2 separate regions of the Anas platyrhynchos genome follow, and region 1 is linked to region 2. The links are chromatin contacts, called in public Hi-C maps. All regions are on one chromosome and are shown on one strand. Each heading gives the region's core, a stretch centred on a gene start, on an enhancer-like site or on the middle of the called end of the contact. The rest is flanking DNA. Distances are from core to core; before and after follow the strand shown.

Region 1 (4,691 bases), core at 566-3,065, 34 kb after region 2:
CTGTACAGCCATGCATCTGCAACAAGTGGCACAGAAACATGCCACGGCAGCTCAGTCTCGATGGCAAATTAAAGACTTATGACCATAACAACAATGTATATTTAAAAATAAAATAAAATACACATACTGGGATGTGGCTTGTTGGACTTTTTTAAACCACTTTACAAGGCAAAATGAGATATTGTATTTAATCTCAGACTTAACATTTTAAATAAAAGGTTTTAGTTGGACAACATGAAAAAAAAAACATTTCTCTGGGATTTGCAAGCAGGTACATTTAAAATAAGGCTTCTGCTTGAAGCCTTTGTTAGTAGTATTACTCATTGGAGAAAGAAATACACCATCACCATTAAGTGCCCTAATATTTAAATTGGATTTAAGTGTTGCACATTTTCATGGGATGTATATTACTTCCTCGCACTTCACTTTTTGCAAAGCATTTTACAGAAATCAAGCATGATTTCCTCTTCTACTTCAAGATGCAGGGAAAAAAAGTCTTTGTTTTCCTATTTCCAAAGTGATAGGGGAAAAAAGCAAATTACAGAATTAGTAACTCACCTAAAGTTAACACAAATTACTCAGACAAAATCAAATGTGAATCAAGTGCTGAAACAGCAGAAATAAAAACCCATGCTGATACAAAAGAATAAATAAGAGACAGCGAGAGGACTGCTTAGTTGCCTAACTCAGCTTACTGCATTCCTCGCAAACAGAAGGCATTTCTGTTTATTCTTATTGGAGTTGAAGAAACTTTTAACCAAACACTCGCAATGGAGAAAAGGGAAGTTGTGCGTCTCATCTAATGTGGAGAAGCATTATGCTCAGTCTCAGCAAGAAAAAACAAACAAACGAAAAAATGCAACAGCAGCTTACATCACAAGGGCAGAGAAGGATCACAAGGAACGTTCTGCCACTTAACCGTGCAAGCATTTAATAAAAAAAAAAAAAAAAAACCACTGCTATGAATCTACTGATAACGAAGCGTGTTAATTCAGGAAAACATTCCTTGCTAAATACCACATAGAGCAGGTAACGAACTGCCTGGAGCGTGTATATATATATATACAGACGTTGGGGAGGGAGATCCGAATACCCCAGGGGCCGCTGTGAAAGGGCAGCAGCAACACCTGACGGCTGAGGCACAATTTTTGTTTTCTGTGGAGAAATTTTAAAAAAAATCGCTGCGCAGCCTTCACCCCCCGCCCTGAGGAAGCGCCGGAGCCCCTTGGGAGCGGTTTACGGTTTACGTGCCTCTATGGGAGCCCTCCGGGTGTCCTCCTGGGGCAGGGCTCCCCGCCGGGCCCCCCCGGGCGCATTTTCTAGAAGGCCGGCGGGGCGCGCGGCGGTTGGGGGGCTCTAACGGCAGCCCCGCCGCCGGGGAGAAGCGGCGCCGGGGAGCGCCGCCGCAGGGCCTGCTGGGAGTTGTAGTCCCGCGGCCCCTCCCCGCGCAGGGGGGCGGCGGCGGGCGGGACTCCAGCTCCCACAATGCACCGCGCTCTCCCCCCCCCCCAGCGTTTCTCGCGCGCCCCCCCCCCAGCTGGGGGAGCTGCGTCACGGCCCCGCGCCCCTCACGGCCCCTCCCCGGCCCCTCAAGGCCCCCCCCGGCCCCTCGCAGCCCCCCTGCGGCCGCGAGGAGGAGGGGCGGCCCGGCCGCTACTCACTGACAGCGGCGCCATCCGAGTGCATTTTCGTGCAGCGCGCACGCACGGCGCGGCCCGGCCCGGCCCGGCTCCCTCGGCCCCTCTCTCCCAATCGCACGGCACAAGCGCGGACGCTCCCCGGCCCCACCCACCGCCGGCGCCCATTGGCTGGCGCCGCCCGCGGAGGCCGCGGGTTGTGCCCTGTGATTGGGTGGCGCTGCTGTCACTCTCGCTCCGCCGGCCGCGGCCGGCTCCCGCAGTCCTATTGGGCTGCAGCGTGGGCTAGCCCCGCCTCTCTCCGCTGTGATTGGGTGCACCCGCTGTCACTCATGGCCGGCCTTGAAAGCGCGTGCAGAGAACGCCACTTTGTGTCAGCCGCGCCTCCCATTGGCTGCGGAGGCCGAGGGCCGCGCCCACCGAGCGCTGCGATTGGATGAGCGGGGCGGGGGGCGGGGCTCTGCTGTGGCAGCGGGGCGGGGAAGCTGAGGGGGGCTGAGGGGACGGGGGGGGGGCGGAGCGGAGGCCCGGCTCCACAGGAGAAAAAACGGCGAAATTGGTTAAAAGGGAAAATAAATAAAACTGGACAAGCAGGGGTTCACTTCTCAGATGCTTCCAACGTCCCCCATGCCAGTGGCATTTGTGCCTGCCAGCCCGAGCTCACGCTCACCGGGCACCGCTGCGTTACAGCCCATGGGGTAACGCGGGGCTGAGGGGAACAGAGCCCTCAGGGGCCCGGCTGGCGGCACGCTGACGGGAAAAAGGACACGGAATAAAAACTGCGTGCTGAGAACGACTTAGTTCGGTTCCGAATAAAAATACATCCTCACACACACACAGTCTTCACCTAAGCCATATATAACCGATACAAACCTCAAGGAAGGTGCCACCAAAAATAAAGGGAAAAAAAATCACACCTATTTGTTTATATCTGAAGCAATTTGTTTGAAAATAAAGGTTTTTATGGTTTTCTTCATAAGTCTAAAATGACAGATACTGCTTTGCTCTGCAAACCCTTCCTTAGACTGTAGCTTCTCCAGCTGCTGCTATCCGCAGCCGTGAAGCACATCACACTGTCACTGTGACACATTACAAGTTCACAATATTTCTGAATAGGTGAATGCACAAGCATAATCTCTCCTTCATAAAACTAGATCTGCAAAGAAATCCATAAGGAAAGACAAAAGAGGCTTTGTTTGTGCCTGCCAAACGATGGCACGTGTGCTCCAGCCAGGAAACGCGAGGCCCCTTTGAGCTCAAACCTTTGCACATCGGGTCCAAACCCAAGGAGGAGTAAATTACCACCTTGCTGCCACTTGTTGTAAACTACTACACAAGCTTCCAGGCAGGGAGATGTTATGTCACCAGGCCTGTGTTTTACTTCTGAGCCTCTCTTCAAGCCTGAGTTTACAAAACACAGAAACCCTTGGAATAAAGCACAGCAATTAGGTCGCGGTTCAGCAAGCGTTCTCTCAAGGGCAAAGGCACTTTCAGGAGTTCTGGCATTAGCCTCTTAATCCTAGCCCTCCTGGCACCCTTTCTTTTGCGCCATTACTGTTACTTGGACAGTTAGATAGCGAGGTAGCTCACAGAGCAACACTGCCCCTGCCCTACCAAAAAAAGAAAACAAGAGAAAAAAAAGTTGTGTTTTTGTTTTGCCTTTTTTTTTTTTTTCAGCCAGATCAATATCCTTTCATGGCTCACTAAACACACATGCAAGTGCTCCCAACAACATGCAGAAGAGCAATAATTAACCGAGACCTGGAGGGGCAAGAAATGCATTAGCTGATTTACATGCTGCTGGGACTAACCTAAAGCTGCACTCATTTGCAAAGGCCTTCCCAAGGAGGGGAAAGTGCACTTTTTTTTCTTTTTAAAGGAGAAAGTCATTGTTTACTTTTTCGGTTTGCTTGCCTTTTTTGATAGTTTAAACTGGCAACCACATGAAAAGCACCATTGACTGTGAAATACACTGCATAACATATAGGCAGAAAGGCACCATACACTTAAATTAACCTTTTTCACTATCAGAAACGTAGTGTAGAAAGGTCTTTGAGAGAACCCTTTGATTCTAAAAGTTACCAAACTCCGAATTGCTAAAGTCACTGCGCGTCCCAAATGCCTGTGTTCATCTTGCTTTGCTTTGAAATGAACTTGAAAGTTCATTTTAGGCACCACACTCACAAACCAGTACATGTTTTTCAAGTCAGAGGGGGGAAGAGAACTGTATTGAAAATTAAAACGTTAATAAAGCAGAATTTGCTGAATATTAACAAAGCAGCTAAACCATCAACAAAGCACAATATGGGGCATTGAAAGAAAAGAGACAAACTACCAGAAACCCAGCAATCATGCTTCTAAATCTAGTAGCTGACACCCAAGTCAATACAAACAGCTTTATGTAAGCTTTCTGAGAAGATTTTTCACTTTCAGAATTGCAAAGAAACACCTCAACAGTGCGTTATTCTTGTACATACTGTAATGTTCTCTACCAGCACTACACTACTGATCGGGGATAAAAGAGGACCTCAGGTGGCAGAAAGTAGCAGCTGCAGATTATGTAACTGCAGCTTTCAAATCCCTCATATTCAGCTGATGTTAATTGCCATGTCCCATGGACTCATACCATGCTCATTGCTTAAGTAAAAAGGCGTGTTTTGTTACTCTTACTTAACAGGTATGTGAGTTTGACCCTGAGGGCCCTTCTGTAACACCATGCAAACAAATATAATATTTTGGATACATAAAAAAAAAAAAAAGAAAAAGAAAAAAAAAATCAGGGCTTTTGGTCACTCCTATTTAAATCCTTGAATTAGATTTTGAGGTTGTCTTTTTTTTTCAACTTTAGTTTGAGATCCTTAAAAAAGTCTGCTTAACCCATAATTAGGAATGCTTTACGCAGCCAAGATTCAGAGAGCAGCTCTGAATTTCTGCCTGAACCTTGGGGGTACATCAAATCAAGCAGCACCTTTGTTTGGGGCCACAAAGGTCCCTCCCTCCCTGTAAGCAGAGGACCCTGAACGTTTTCTGTATTCTGTTTCAGTGAGATAGATA
Region 2 (4,488 bases), core at 160-2,659:
AAATGTTCCATGAATGAGTATGGAACATTTCACTATATCCTTAGGACTCTATGTTTAGTAGCACCAGATAATTAAAGAACCTATTTATAAAAATCAACACTAACATTTTTTAATGAAGAAGGGTAAGGCAAAGACTGTGTGAGAAAAAAAAAACAAACAAAAAACAAAAAAACAGAAATTAAACATCATTCCTCTCACTCATCTTCCCCAGAGTTACCACAAGAACTCTCCTATGCAAATAAGGAAATTAGTAAAATAGGATGTATGTGGTCCCTAAGAAAAAAGTACTGTCGTGCAATGCTGGTGTTTAACATGGCCATTGCCTGCAATGGACATCCTGCTAGGAAATTTCAATCCCCAGCGTGAAAGAAAAAGCAATGTTTTAACTACTTAATCTAATAGGTTTAATTACTCGGAAACACAAAAGTTAGAGACTATGGAAAAGACTTATATTACAAATAAAAAAAAAAAAAAAAAGAAAGAAATCTGCACTACCTATGTGCTAGGGGTGAGCAGACTATTCCCCAGACCACTAATTTTACCTAGAACTTTAAAATTTCACTGTATTGCAACATAGTCCAAACACTCTTGGTACACCAAAAATTAAAAGGAGTATGCCAAAGGCAATTTACAAAAGTCTAAAACCCATTTTTAAAAGGTACTTTAATTTGTTCATTTGTACCTGTAATGACTACTGCAGTTTTAACATTAAAAAGTCACTTTTTTCTTCAAATGGAAATCATCTGTGGCATATACAACTATTACAGTGTTTTAATATTTATATATATATATATGATTATTTTTTTTTAAGACACCAACGTTTCATTCCTATTAAGCAATAGGTTATGTTTGGCGAATTCCCGTGAAGAAAGTCACAGCATGTCTTCTCCCCTCAGAAAATGGCATCTCAAACAGTAACATTGAAATCGACAATAGTTCTTCAGCGTAACTATGTCCAAGCAGTCTGTTCATTTCATTTTCTGAAATGCTACATTTGAGACCAAAAGAAAAGCAAAAGAACTAAAGTTTCAACATGTAAGTGATGACTAGAAATATGCCACAAAATTATTTTTACAATACGTTTCTGCAGAAATAATCCCTAGTTGAAGCTTTTTTTTTTATACACATATACAAAATTTAGACAGCAATATACACATAATCACAGTGAAGACGCTGGCAAGTTCACCAATCTGTAGTGTAAATACAAAATGCAAAGCAGCCTTCAAAGAGAACAATGCTACACAGCAAGCAGAGCTAGCTTGTTAAATAGCAAACATCAAAAGTTCCCTGCAAAAGGGACACAGTGCAAGAAAAGCAGCATGCACTTTGATACAAATAGCAGTTTATGGCTAATGGTTGACATTAACTGTGGTAACAGTGACTCTTGAGTGGCTGTGCATAGTTAAACTCCTATGTCATCTGTTTTCCTTTATACCATTCCACAAACTCATCCAACAATACTGGCCCTGTAGAGAGATCAAATAACTGCATTTTACAAAATTTTGTAAGAGGACACCAAATGATTAATCTCAAAGAAATGAATTACTTTACAACACCAACATATGGCAGTACTTACAGGCTCCATCTTCATCATAATTACTGAGGTCAAGGTTAATTGTTCTGCTGAATTCAAGAACATTACACCATTGGTCCTTATTGATAACTTTGTATTTTGATTGCTGCTTAAGGCAAGAAACATGAATTACTGAAATATATTTTCAACTCCCTCAGCTTCAGATATTCTTACAGAAAATTTAAGCCTTTTGATGAATTACGATTTTATTTATATCAACTAAAACTAAACAAGATTTAAAAAGACAATAAATAGTCAACTCAGTGTTGAATATGTCATGTTTCCCACTAAGGCATCTTTCAGTGAACAACCATGCATCAACAGAATACAACTCCAGAAGGAAATGAAAGACATTCTATACTTTGTCCCATGTTAAATAAACCTTAACAGCACAGGGATTTGAGGAACAGGATGAAAGTAAAGATAACCAGTTACAAGTACAGTATTGGAGGGGTTGGTATATTTTAAAAATCAGGAAAAAATCATAGCTGTTTATTTTATATCTAATTAAACTAGTGTCAGAGAAGGCAGACAAAATAAAATAATTCCATTTCAACCTTCTTACCTCTAGAAACTGGTGAAATACTGGAAAAAGAGACCACGTTTTTCCTAAAAGAAGGCCCAACATACACTTGGCAGTGTTTATGTCTAGGCTGCGCTGGTCCTTTTCCTGTGTCAAACAGAAAAAGTTAAAAAGTCAAGGAACAAAAAAGCACTATCTTGGGATTTTTCAAGCATCCCCACCGCCTAGACTACAGTTCACACATTCATAAAACATGTTAATAAATAGCAGTGTCTAACCTTTTTTTTTTTAATTATTTAAATGTAACTCCCTAGTAAGGCTTCCTTCCTCGCAGCTAATGGCCTGCTATAAAGATAGGATGCTTTCTAAAACAGTGACAATTTTTTTGAGAAAGTATTGAGAGGAGGAATATACTCTTGCTCACAACTTAAGACTCTTCAAGAAAACAATGGCCATTACACCCCTACCAACATTGCATGAATGCATCTACATAGCCATAAGTGTCTTAAAATAGTACCACTACATATTTCCTGAGGTATTCTTGAAGCTACAGGAACCAAAAGACGATAGCTAAGCAGCTATCAGTTAACACTACGTGAGAGTGCCCAGAGGAAGTTCTTTGCTCTGCTCTTCAACCGATGACAAGCAGAGGGAACACAATATTCTAACACCTCACACGTGCAGACTCATCTCAAAACTAACCCAGTTTTGTGTCAACATCACAGCGGTATTTTATGGCTTGTGGAGAGAGGAGATTTTTGTTGATTGCTGCTGCTTTTGTGGGGTTTTGGTTTGTTTGGTTAGTTTGTCTTCTAAAGAAGAACAAGAACAATTTGTACCTAGCAGATTCATTACATCTGATTAGTGGAAAAGTTGATGTTGATGTATTTGATAACATGACTTCTGCACATTTTGAAAAGTAACGCATACATAGGTTTAAGTAGTTAATCCGTCTACATTTGTTGCCTTGAAATTAAACACATTTTTATGACAGATTGGATATAAAAAACCACCCTCATATATCTTGATTATAGCAATTAAGCTACCAATTCAGAAATGAAGTCACAAAAAAAAACCTGTATGGACTACTGTTGACCTTGGTAACTTTTGCACTCATGACTGCAAACAGGAATGTCTAACTTCAGAAAAAGCAGGGATATAGGGAGCACCTAACAAAACAGTGCAAGACAGCTACATAAAACAAAGAAAATTCAGCCCTATGCTTCACCACTGGACGTGCAGTAATGTGTCTACATGTAACAAAATACACAGGGGTTTTGGTGTTTTTATTTTAAAAATATCTCAAAACATATGCAAATTGTCTTTATCACACAGGAAGGACGTGGTAAAGCAAGAGCCCAGTTCTCTGACAACTTAATGCCTTAGCCACAAGATTATTCTATCTTCCTGAAACCATTTGAAACACAAACACACCTCACTTCTAAAATTGTGTAGACAGAATTTAATGCAGTTTCATTCTGGAAGGGAAGTGGGGAGGCCTGCAAAAACGCCACAAACTGTTTTATGTTCTCATCATTAAATATAAGAGGGACATCGCTCTATCTGACCTAGAGAAATAAAGTAAATTCTAGGATGAACAAAGGTTTTTAATTAGTAATAATGCTGAAAGAGAAACCTGCAGAGACATCTTTATATTAGCATGATACAAACCCTTTCACTTATTTCCAGTGTCAAATAGTTCTAAAAACTAATTCTCTTTCCAAAGTCAGTTTACACCTTACTTGTCACCAACATCTTTAAGTAGAAATCTTACTTTCAGTACTACTTATATACTTTAATTCTTCCCACACACTCAAGTACTAATTAAATCAGCCCCTATTGTCTTTACTTTGGGCTTTTTATTATTAACATGCATTCCAGATGCTTGTAATGTTTTTCTTGGATACCGTAGACAGAAAATATTGATAAACTCTGATAAATTTCAGTATTTGTTTTTACAATACTATTAGTCTTTTCAAGATCTTCCCCCCCCCCCAATATTTTGGATAAAACATCAAGCCATGAAACACCTGCCTCTCTTTCAAACAGTATCACAGCATCTGTCTGTCTAAAAAGTCCTTAAGACCTACATTTGTCAGATCAGTTTGGAACCTCTTGAAAATTCTCTACCCACTGTCCTCCTTTAAAGTTTCTTCACTTATTTTGGATAGGCCACCAGCTAATTCAGATTTGCTATTAGTAAGACTTTTCAATCAATTCAAAATGTTTCATCAATACCTTGAACTTCTTTGTTAATGTTAGGTATTTCTAGCCTTTGCATTTTATTTTCAGCAAAATCAGTAGAAACCTCCCCACGGTGTACTGGGTCTAGCTAGGACGGAATTAATTTTCTTCACGGCAGCTTCTCTGGTGCTGTTTCACATCTGTGACC

Evidence for each region. A called contact is a pair of places that touch in the nucleus more often than the background predicts.
Region 1: a contact with region 2 is called in a Hi-C map of liver, with 1.7 times the contacts expected there. The contact joins the promoter of DCUN1D4 here to the enhancer-like site in region 2. A contact is called at or near these places in 2 of 8 Hi-C or Micro-C datasets (F5 follicle and liver).

Annotation. Positions count from the first base shown.
Region 1 is chr4:52,618,641-52,623,331 of IASCAAS_PekinDuck_T2T, forward strand. It overlaps DCUN1D4 (defective in cullin neddylation 1 domain containing 4), which reads right to left and starts at 1,816. Exons shown (of 13, transcript XR_011809195.1): 1 at 1,662-1,816.
Region 2 is chr4:52,584,777-52,589,264 of IASCAAS_PekinDuck_T2T, forward strand. DCUN1D4 (defective in cullin neddylation 1 domain containing 4) reads right to left here. Exons shown (of 13, transcript XR_011809195.1): 10 at 2,139-2,243; 11 at 1,577-1,682; 12 at 1-1,466. Among named protein-coding and RNA genes, the nearest start is that of LRRC66, 15 kb to the left of the region's middle. Within about 2 kb of position 1,410, at least 2 of the 8 cell types and tissues checked have an H3K27ac peak or open chromatin away from gene starts, as enhancers often do.